3 separate regions of the Mus musculus genome follow, and regions 1 and 3 are each linked to region 2. The links are chromatin contacts, called in public HiCAR-type and HiChIP or PLAC-seq maps. All regions are on one chromosome and are shown on one strand. The core of a region is the stretch at or near the end of the contact, and the rest is flanking DNA. Distances in the headings are between cores, read along the strand shown. Region 1 has its middle 41 kb from the start of Kcnc2. Region 2 overlaps Kcnc2 (potassium voltage gated channel, Shaw-related subfamily, member 2). Region 3 holds the start of Kcnc2 (potassium voltage gated channel, Shaw-related subfamily, member 2).

Region 1 (2,833 bases), core at 106-2,605, 170 kb before region 2:
CTGAATTGTTCTGTTGACATATTTAATCTTAGGACCTCAGAATATGACTGTATTTGCAGGAAGGCCAGTATGTAAACAAACAAGCTGAAATAAAGTCAATAGCTGCATCCCAATCCACTGTTTGTTTGTTTGTTTGTTTGTTGTAAGAGGTGTAAGAGGACCTACTACTACGTTCATGCATACAGATCAGTTACCATGTAGAGGATAAACCGCGGACATGAAGACAGAAGGGGCACTCGCTGGTGAAGCATGGCAAACCTGACTCTGGCAAGGCTTGCCTTTCCTCTAGCTCTTTTGTCTTGCAATCTGTAATCTGTTAGATTATATTCCTAAAGCTAGCCACCAAGGTCTATTCCCTTATTTGGCCACTTTCTCTGGAGGCTGACTACCAAGGTCCAGCTATCAAAGTATTGAAGTCCAGCCATCAAAAGCTACCCCCACCCCTGTCATCTAATTAACATGCCCAACTAAAACTAAACCCCTCATCCTAACATGGGAGTTCCCCTTTTACCTTTATAAACTACTATTTTCTGATGACCACCTCTGTCTCCTCTCTATCCAAGCAGTTCTTTTTCCTCCGGGACAAATATCCCATCCATCTCCCTTGTTTCCATCTCCTTCTCCCTTGTCCTCTATCTTTGTTTTTTCTTCCTTTGTCTCTTATTCCCTGTTCTTTGTTCCTCTGGGGCAAATAAATCTCCTTGGTGCTGAGTTTTGGTCTTGAGATGTCTTGTGTACAGTACTAGTCCCTTCAAAGACCAAGGGGGAGAGGCTGGGCATTAGGCCTCCAGACCTAAGTTGCTAGTTGCCGTAGACCCTCTGGGTCCCTTCGTCTGCGTGGAACGGGTCTCTGGGGCAGGTGGGCAAGGCATCGGCGGGTGACAGACAGATCAACATGCGAGGTTGTGTAGAATCTGAATGTATTGTGTCAGGTTGAGCATCAAACTTTTTATACCAGAGAAATAACAAGAAACCAGACAAAATACAATCCACCAAGTTACAGTGACCCAATACAAAAGGAAAGTATACATCAAAAGAAGGTGGGGACCAGGCTGCTGCTGCAAAAGAAGGGAGCCAGGTGTAAACTAGTCTATTGTTAAACCCACCTCGGGGTTCTGCACTAGCAGATCTTTTCATGAATACTGCAGTACCCCAACACCCTATTTCCTGGGTCTACAGAAGAATTTACCAACTTGCTTCTAATGTGAAGCTTGCTATACCTAGTTGTAGAGAAGATCTCTGTCTCAGTGGGATTCCCTAGCTCTATTATTCCCTTGTTTGGGTGAGATTTGCTACTACTGTCCTTGGTAAATATTTTGCAGACCAGCTCTGAGCTACTGGCTCTGTCTTTTGTAATGTTTAATTAGTAACTGAATAGGTAACTTCCTTTCTGCAATCCTGCCGGATTTCAAGCTCACAGACTTCTGGGACCTTGGAACAATGGGGAGACTTAACTATAACAGAATTTAATCTTAAAAGGCATTTATAATAAAATATTAAAAGAGAGCTCGTAGATCCGTACACCGGACTAACCAGGAATAGAGTATGAGTATAAGGGTAAATGAGAACGCCAAAGCTCCAGGAGGTGAGTTTCCTTGAAACTCTTTTCCTAGTTGAGTGCTTACAGACTTTTTCAGCCTGTCAAGCAGACTTGACTGGAGGGCAGGGCGTGGCAGCTAGTGTTTAAGGAGTCTAGTTTGTGGGTACTCACTAAACTTCCCTAACAAGTGAATTCAACTCTGCCCATTATTCTGTTTTCTTCCTTCCTACTAATTACAGAGTCACTAACTACAGAAAACTCTTCAGTAGAGGAGACCACACAGTCCAGTCCTTCCTTTTTTCATGCAAACATGATCACCCCAGGCATGGATTCCTCACTCCAGAGCTTGCTGCTGGTTCAGTCCTCAAATCCACCTCCATTTACCTGCCATTCTGTAACTTCACACGGGGGATAAATCCTTATAGAAATCATAGGAATAAATCATTATGAAACACAGCTCTTTTATAGCTCTTTCCCTGAGAAATTTTAACAGACTCTGCTCCCATAGAATGTATTTCATCTCACAATCACAATTTGTCTTTGATAAAGAAAAATTAGGTTCCCAGGGCATTGTGAAATTATTGTGGGTTGGGGTCAGAAATTTAAACTCGCAGATATTCAGAACAATTCTGGTTTAAATTCTTCTGATGAATTTATAACTTTACAATTTCTAAAGATTTAATTAGCTTTGCAATGTTAAAGATTCAATTCTGTGTGGAGTGCACACTTTCAACAGGCAATACGAAATCACTGACAATCAACAATATAATTAAAGATTAAACAAAATATTAAACAAATGTACTATGTGAAACATAATGTTAGGAAACTTGCACATAGACATGTACAGATGGATCTTGAGGAATGGTTACATCTAGGTGATTAACATGTAGTACTTCACATAGATTTTTTTTTGTGGAAGAGCAACTTCAGAATCTTTCAAAATTAAAATATATTATCAAGTACATTCAGAACGTTGCAAATTAATGTCTTAAACTTATTTTTTCTAAACTGGCATTTTATATTGTTTGATTACAGCTCAACACCCACCACATGGGCGCACACTCATCACCATTCTGTGAACAGACATAAGCTGCTTGGAGCTTTCGTCTTCCTGAAGGGTGTGTGAACATATGTATGAACAATAAACAAGACCCATAAAAGATGGAACAGGGGCAGGTCAGGCATTGGTACACATCCACAGATTCCAAAGACCAGATTCAGGCTAAATTCAGCCACTGAACCCAAGATGACAGGTGCTGATCATAACTCTTTCCCCTTCTCCTCCTTTCCTTA
Region 2 (2,944 bases), core at 366-2,865:
GAAGACTTAATATTTTGTGATCGCCAGCTTATCAAAGTTTGGGGTTTAGGATTACTGGGTTAACCCATTTTCACAATGTTATTTTTTTCTATTGTTTTCTCCTGGCAGTTGAATAATTTTAGTGATTTCTTTTAGTCTTATGACTGAAATTAAGTTGATGCTGTTATGCATGATATCTTACTTTTAAAACCCCCTGACTGCTTTTTAGTTTGATTGAGTTTTGTTTCATTTCACCTTCATCAGAATCTATGCCCGCAGCTAGATCACCTTTTATAACACAAAAATTATTAAAGAATATCGTGATTAGGATGTTCTTTGTCATGCTTGTGCCTGAGACAGAATTATATTGAAAACTGTATGCAATCAAAATTCTATGGTATAATTTTAGATTTTGAATAATTATCTACATATTTTTACCAAGGCTCCTTAAATGCATGACCACTATTGAAAATGGAAAATCCCAAAGGGATACTGGCAAAATAATTGAGAAAAAATGTAAAAGATTGCTTGATAACATCCTAAAATTTCTGCTTCCATGTTTATTTCTGTATGCAATAAAAGGGCATAACAAACATGTAAACTTAAATATCTGTCAAAATTATGTAGCATTATGAAAATATATGTATTTGTTCTTTTATACATTTTTCTGGTGGCCATATGAATTGGCAGACTATGTTTTCTCAGAAGACATGCAGAAACATATTTCAGTGCATAATGCTATAATAACAGATTAATCAAAGCAAGAACAAACCTCGGATGTAGTCCTGCTGAAGGAACAGATTGAAGATAATTCGTCTTAGTTATATCAACTCTTTCCTCAGCTCTGCAACCCCATTGTGAAGGCTGTAGGAATCAGCTTGTTATTTTGAATGTATTTAGAAGGGGAAACATATGCATTAAACCAACGCTCATTACAATTATAGGAATAAGACTATATACAGCTAGACTAAGTAAGTAGGAACCCCAAATTCCATCCAAAATAAATTACTTTCTTTCTTCCCTGCTACTTTAATCTGTCCTAAAATATGGTCACAGAACCCAGTTCTATGGCACAGTTTTAAAGCACCCAGTTTTGGGTATAAATGGAGGCCAACAAGGAGGGCTGCATGCTATCCCAAGGTCAAAGCACAATTTGCTCCCAGGGAAAGCTGACACTGGTTCTTCTGTCCCATAGATCACAGTTGCTCTGCCTTTCTGACAAATGTTTTAATGTGCACAGAGATGGGACAGCCTTCCTTCAAATATGTTTTGTGTGTAGTTACTTGAAATTGGAACGAGAGCAGTAGGGATATAGAATATTTTTCTCAGAGGCTGAGCTCTTTATCTTCAGATAATTGATCATTTGACAGCTTTGTGATGAAGCTCTAACAACTCAGGATTGGATTTCTGATAAACACCATATGTTTATAGGAGAATATCTGAATGGTATCTCATTTTATAATCCTCGTGCTCGCAGAATCAGAAACTTTTCCGTATGACCTTCAGATCGAGGCGCTGTCATTTTTTTAGCATTGAAGGAAATAGTTGGGGGGAGAAACCCACTAATAAGGCTGTGGTCAAGAATGGCTGATACACAGCTGGGCAAGCAGCTGGGCTTTTCATGGAACAACCCAAAATGTGAGCAAATGGAACTGTATCTGAATGGGAATGAAATGAAACTCCAGGTCCCATGGAAGCATTGTACAGTTTGTATGTACAATAATCACTTTCTCCTCTCATCGGAATCTTAGAATTCCAAATATAATTTATGTCAGAACAAATAGCCCCTTGCGTGTCTGCCAGTTCTCAAAAACCTGTTCCTATTTTTTTCAAACGAATACATCCTAGCTTCCCATTTGCATTTTATTATATTATTTTGCATAAGTAATAGTGATGTTTTGCATTTTTAAGCAGCACCGCTTGTGAGATTTGTCATTAAAAGAGGTTATTATTCCAGAAGCTACCATCAAAGAATGTGGACGCTATTGACACTTTCTGGTCATTCATGGCACACAGTGAAGAATGTCCTTGAACAAGGTCAAACAATGAGTCAGCAGGACACCAGGATCACATTTCCAAGCTCCCAAGGCAAAGTCCTACTCCCTGTATCAGCAGGTCTCCTGTGGGACATTATTTTTTTCAGAGCACACTTTGCTTGTGATTTTATTCATCCTTGAAATTCTTGCGGTATGATAGCAGGGGGAAAAAAGTACTCCTGTTACCAGACCATGAAAATCTAAGAAGTCTACAGAGAAAAGGGATTTGAGATAGATTTAGAATGTTGGAGAAGCTTCCCTGCAGCTCTCTGTGGAAATGAAACTCGAATCAGCCAACCAAAGTAATTCGAAATAAATATTTTACAAATAGCAACAGATTGCATAGCAACACGAGAGCCCGGCAGGACACGTGAGCACTAACGGGCTGCTTATGTTTCTTATTAGGAAAAATAGGAACCAATGTCTAGAAAACGCAGCCGATGCTTAGTCACATGAAATACACAAACATGCAAGCATATTTTTAAGATAGTTGTATCTAGATAAGATCAGTGTGTACTTACAAAAGGCTTGGGCTGTATACTGAACACTGACAATTAACCCTCTCCTTAAGGTTTGGATGTGAGCAAGGCTTTTTAATTAAGCACATTCATATCACTGTAAACAGCCTGCTTGCTTATTAAACAGAATTCTCAAAGGTAGAAAGCAGTAAATTCATACTAATGGCCTAAACAGAACCACCTCATAACTTGATCTTGTTCTTATTTCCACAAGAAGAAAGAAAAGATTATTAGGTTTCTAAGCACTTTATATCAAGAAAAAAAATAAAGGAAATGGCTATAAATGTTACCTCTGTTTTGTAAATGTTTAAACTTAGCAGCAGAGAGGTTAAAATTAAATTTTTTTTTTTTGGTCAAATGTGACATAGCTGTCAGGCAATAAAGTTTATTATGCTGCGATTGTTCCCCTGT
Region 3 (3,097 bases), core at 288-2,787, 130 kb before region 2:
TTATTAAAACCGAAGGATGGAATTTATGCATTTTACAATTATTGTGCTCTCAGTAAATGTTATCTGTTACTACCAATGCTCAGGTTACCATTATTACTATTGTGAATTTACTTTAAAGCTTATATCATATTCTTTTCTATATTGAACTTATGACATTAAATAAAGGAATAGCTGGGACAATAGAATTCGAATTCATTTGGTAATTTTTTTCCCTAGTCTGGTATTCTTACATCAACTATTAAGTAAAAAACAATGCCCCATAGTTATCCCCACAGGTCAATATGATGGAGGTGATTCATCAATTAAGTTTCTTTTTCCAGTCATGTCAATTTGACAGCTGCAGCCGACTTTGTGGCTAAATAACAGTATTGACAGCAAAATTTGTTTTTTCAAAGATCCCTCCCTCTATTTACATCCTGATGCTTTCCTTACTGGTTGGATGTTGATCCTAACATTGCTCATTGCTCATGGAGTTGTGGAACGGTACACTTCTTTGGCTCTGGCTCCTCCTCCTCCATTCCACCTGTCCCCTCTCTCTGTCTCTCCTTGAAATGTAAACACACACCCACACAGAGAGAGAGAGAGAGGGGGGGAGAGAGAGAGAGAGAGAGAGAGAGAGAGAGAGAGAGAGAGAGAGAGAGAGAGAGAGAGAGAGAGAGAGAGAGAGAACATGCTTTTTTTGGTGATGAGATCTAGTATGAGTTATATCATGTTCTCCCTAAGACAATCTACTGGGGTCCCAATGTCCACTAATTAAAGGGTGATTTTAGTTGGAGACATGGTCTAGAGGTGATCAGGTTAAAATGAGGCCGTTATCAAGGGTTGTTGTATCATGTGGGTGATGTCACGGAGAAGGGAGAATCTGGAGACACACATAACATGTACACAGGAAGAGAGTGGTGTGAGGAGATGCTGGGAGAAACTAGCTACCTTCAAGCTCATGTAGCTGACTGGATCACATTCTATCCTCAGGGCCTACAGAAGGACCAACCCTGAACCCTGAAATTGTAAGATACTCTATTTCTTCTGGGGGGAAAGCCCTGCGGTTGTAAATACTTAATTTTATCAGCGCTAGCAGCACAAACAAGGCCCAGATAGACAGTAGAGTTAACTGGGACTTGGCTGATGAGAGCACTGCTTTGTTGCTTGGTTATTTCAGACAAAGGAAGCTGAAGTTTTACTTTTTGGAGCATTATGTTCCTGGGATAAACTTTTAGAAACTTGTTTTGTTTTACATAACCGTGAGGTGGTGGCTGGAGACCTACATTTGAGTGAAGAGAGAAAGTAGAGCCCTGTAGAAGACACAAGAAACAAGATCCCTGTCACCTGTAAGCAGACTTCTCCTGTCAGCTGTCATTAAGGAAAAGATACAATTGGCTTTAGATTCTCTCTCTCTCTCTCTCTCTCTCTCTTGTTGGGAGGGGTGGGGCAGTGAGGAGACAGGGTCTGGAGATCTGTGCTTAAAGAGTGCAGGTAGGGCTCCAGAGAGGGCGGAGGACGGTGCTGCTTATCCTAGATTCCCCAGACCCACCCACCCACTGTAGCTGTGTGCTCAGGCAAGCGGTGGTGAAGAACAGCTCTAGCAGAGGACGCTTTCGGGCGGGGGTGGGGGGAGCACCAAATCTGTGGATCCAAATCTAAGCTGAGAGCCTTCACTTTCCACTGGGTGAGCCCCCCTGTCCTTCGGTCAGCCTCCGCTCCAGACACAGCCAGCCGACCCGAAGGTCTGCGGCGGGGTCGGGCTGTGCCAGCTGGACCCGCCCCGAGCTCCATGGTTCGCCCAGCCCCGCGCGATGGTGACTCTGGGTGCGGAGGGTGGCTATGGGAGAGCCAGCAGATCGCAGCAGCGTGAAGGCAGGGAGCGCGGCGGGCGGCAGGCGGGGACTGTCTCCCCGACCTCAGCACCCAGAGAAGCGGATCAACCACCTGAACCCCGAAAAAACGCCAACAAGTAGTTTCTCCTTTGAGGAGGGCGGCTCAGCTGGTCGCAGAGACTCTGTCCGACTGCAGGAAGAACCTCGTCCACAGGGAGACCCAAGCAGATCCACTTTACTCCCGGTCTCCTTAAGGTATCCGGGGACTAGGAGGGGAGAAAAGGAAGGGCAGCGCAGGCGGGCATCCCCCTGCCTAGCTTTAAGAGCTTGGCTGTGGAGCCCCTGGGGAGAAGCTGGAAACAGGCGGTCTAGCTCAGCGACCCAGGGGGTGTGCCTCCCTCAGCTTCTCCTGGGCCTCGCCCCTCCTCGAAAGCAACCCCCCACTCTCCACCCCAAGATGTTTGTTTTTCTTGGGAAGGGGGAGGGGTGGCAGAGACTGCTCACTTTTGTCCTCAAAGATGGATCCTAGTTAGCCGTTTCCTTTCCCAAGTAATAATAACATTTAGCAACAAACGGCAACAGTAATGTGAAAAGGAAATTGGATGAGGAAATTAGTCAGAGGTCTCCTTGGTGAAAGGCGGTAGCGAGGACGTTTGTTGTTGTTATTGTTGTTCTGACTTCTGGGTTCAGTCTTCTGCCTGGTAGGTGAGGGAGAGAAGTGAACTGAGAACAGAGCGGGCAAAGGGCACTCCCCTAGTGCTGGGGGTGGTGGTGGCGGTGGGGAGAGCTGTCTTAAGGTTGGACCAGGGTATGCAGGCAGCTGGGGCACTCCTGGCCTCCTCCCACTCAACACTGCTAAGTTGCCTCAGCAAATGTAACTCCCTCATGGGGGAATTGCATTAAGAACAGGGGAGGGGCTGAGCGAGAGAGAGAGAGGGATGGGATAGTGGGTAAGGGGTCTAGTTAGGGAGGAGCGCTTGGAGCAAAGGCGGGTAGAAAAAAAGGCTGGGGACTGAACGGTGGGGATTTAGGGAAAGGAAAGAGGGGCTTGGGGACTTAAAGCAGGTTGGATGTGACAGGGATAGAGGGGAGGCATGGTGGAGGGCAAGAAGGAAAGAGAGGTCAGAGCCAAGGGTGGACTGTGTGCCGCAAGAGAAAAAGGTTTCCTGGAAGGTCAAGGAAGACTCAACTGTTCTTCGTTCTCTGGGAACCTGGGCCAGGGATGCGAGAGGCGGGGACAGGACTTGGGCACCAAGCTCCTCCTGGGAGGGTCCTTTCCACTT

What was found. HiCAR-type assays count read pairs that join an accessible place to other places. HiChIP or PLAC-seq counts read pairs in DNA pulled down with a chosen protein or histone mark.
Region 1: a contact with region 2 is called in a HiCAR-type map of embryonic stem cells, with 6 times the contacts expected there. The contact joins two enhancer-like sites. A contact is called at or near these places in 1 of 15 datasets of contacts at CTCF or cohesin (the NIH/3T3 cell line), 2 of 484 Hi-C or Micro-C datasets (both in embryonic stem cells) and 2 of 115 datasets of contacts at active chromatin or transcription factors (both in embryonic stem cells).
Region 3: an H3K4me3 HiChIP or PLAC-seq map of embryonic stem cells shows a contact between it and region 2, with 15 read pairs. The contact joins the promoter of Kcnc2 here to the enhancer-like site in region 2. A contact is called at or near these places in 2 of 39 promoter capture datasets (3T3-L1-derived adipocytes and hippocampal neurons), 3 of 484 Hi-C or Micro-C datasets (cortical neurons, embryonic stem cells and nephron progenitors) and 2 of 115 datasets of contacts at active chromatin or transcription factors (embryonic stem cells and stem cell-derived neural progenitor cells).

The regions. Positions count from the first base shown.
Region 1 is chr10:112,227,921-112,230,753 of GRCm38.p6, forward strand. No RefSeq gene overlaps it. Among named protein-coding and RNA genes, the nearest start is that of Kcnc2, 41 kb to the right of the region's middle. Within about 2 kb of position 1,356, at least 8 of the 459 cell types and tissues checked have an H3K27ac peak or open chromatin away from gene starts, as enhancers often do. A contact at or near this core is called in embryonic stem cells, where this site is marked.
Region 2 is chr10:112,398,631-112,401,574 of GRCm38.p6, forward strand. All of the region lies in intron 2 of Kcnc2 (potassium voltage gated channel, Shaw-related subfamily, member 2), which reads left to right. Among named protein-coding and RNA genes, the nearest start is that of Kcnc2, 130 kb to the left of the region's middle. Within about 2 kb of position 1,616, at least 22 of the 459 cell types and tissues checked have an H3K27ac peak or open chromatin away from gene starts, as enhancers often do. A contact at or near this core is called in embryonic stem cells and hippocampal neurons, where this site is marked.
Region 3 is chr10:112,268,480-112,271,576 of GRCm38.p6, forward strand. Kcnc2 (potassium voltage gated channel, Shaw-related subfamily, member 2) reads left to right here and starts at 1,538. Exons shown (of 5, transcript NM_001379643.1): 1 at 1,538-2,069.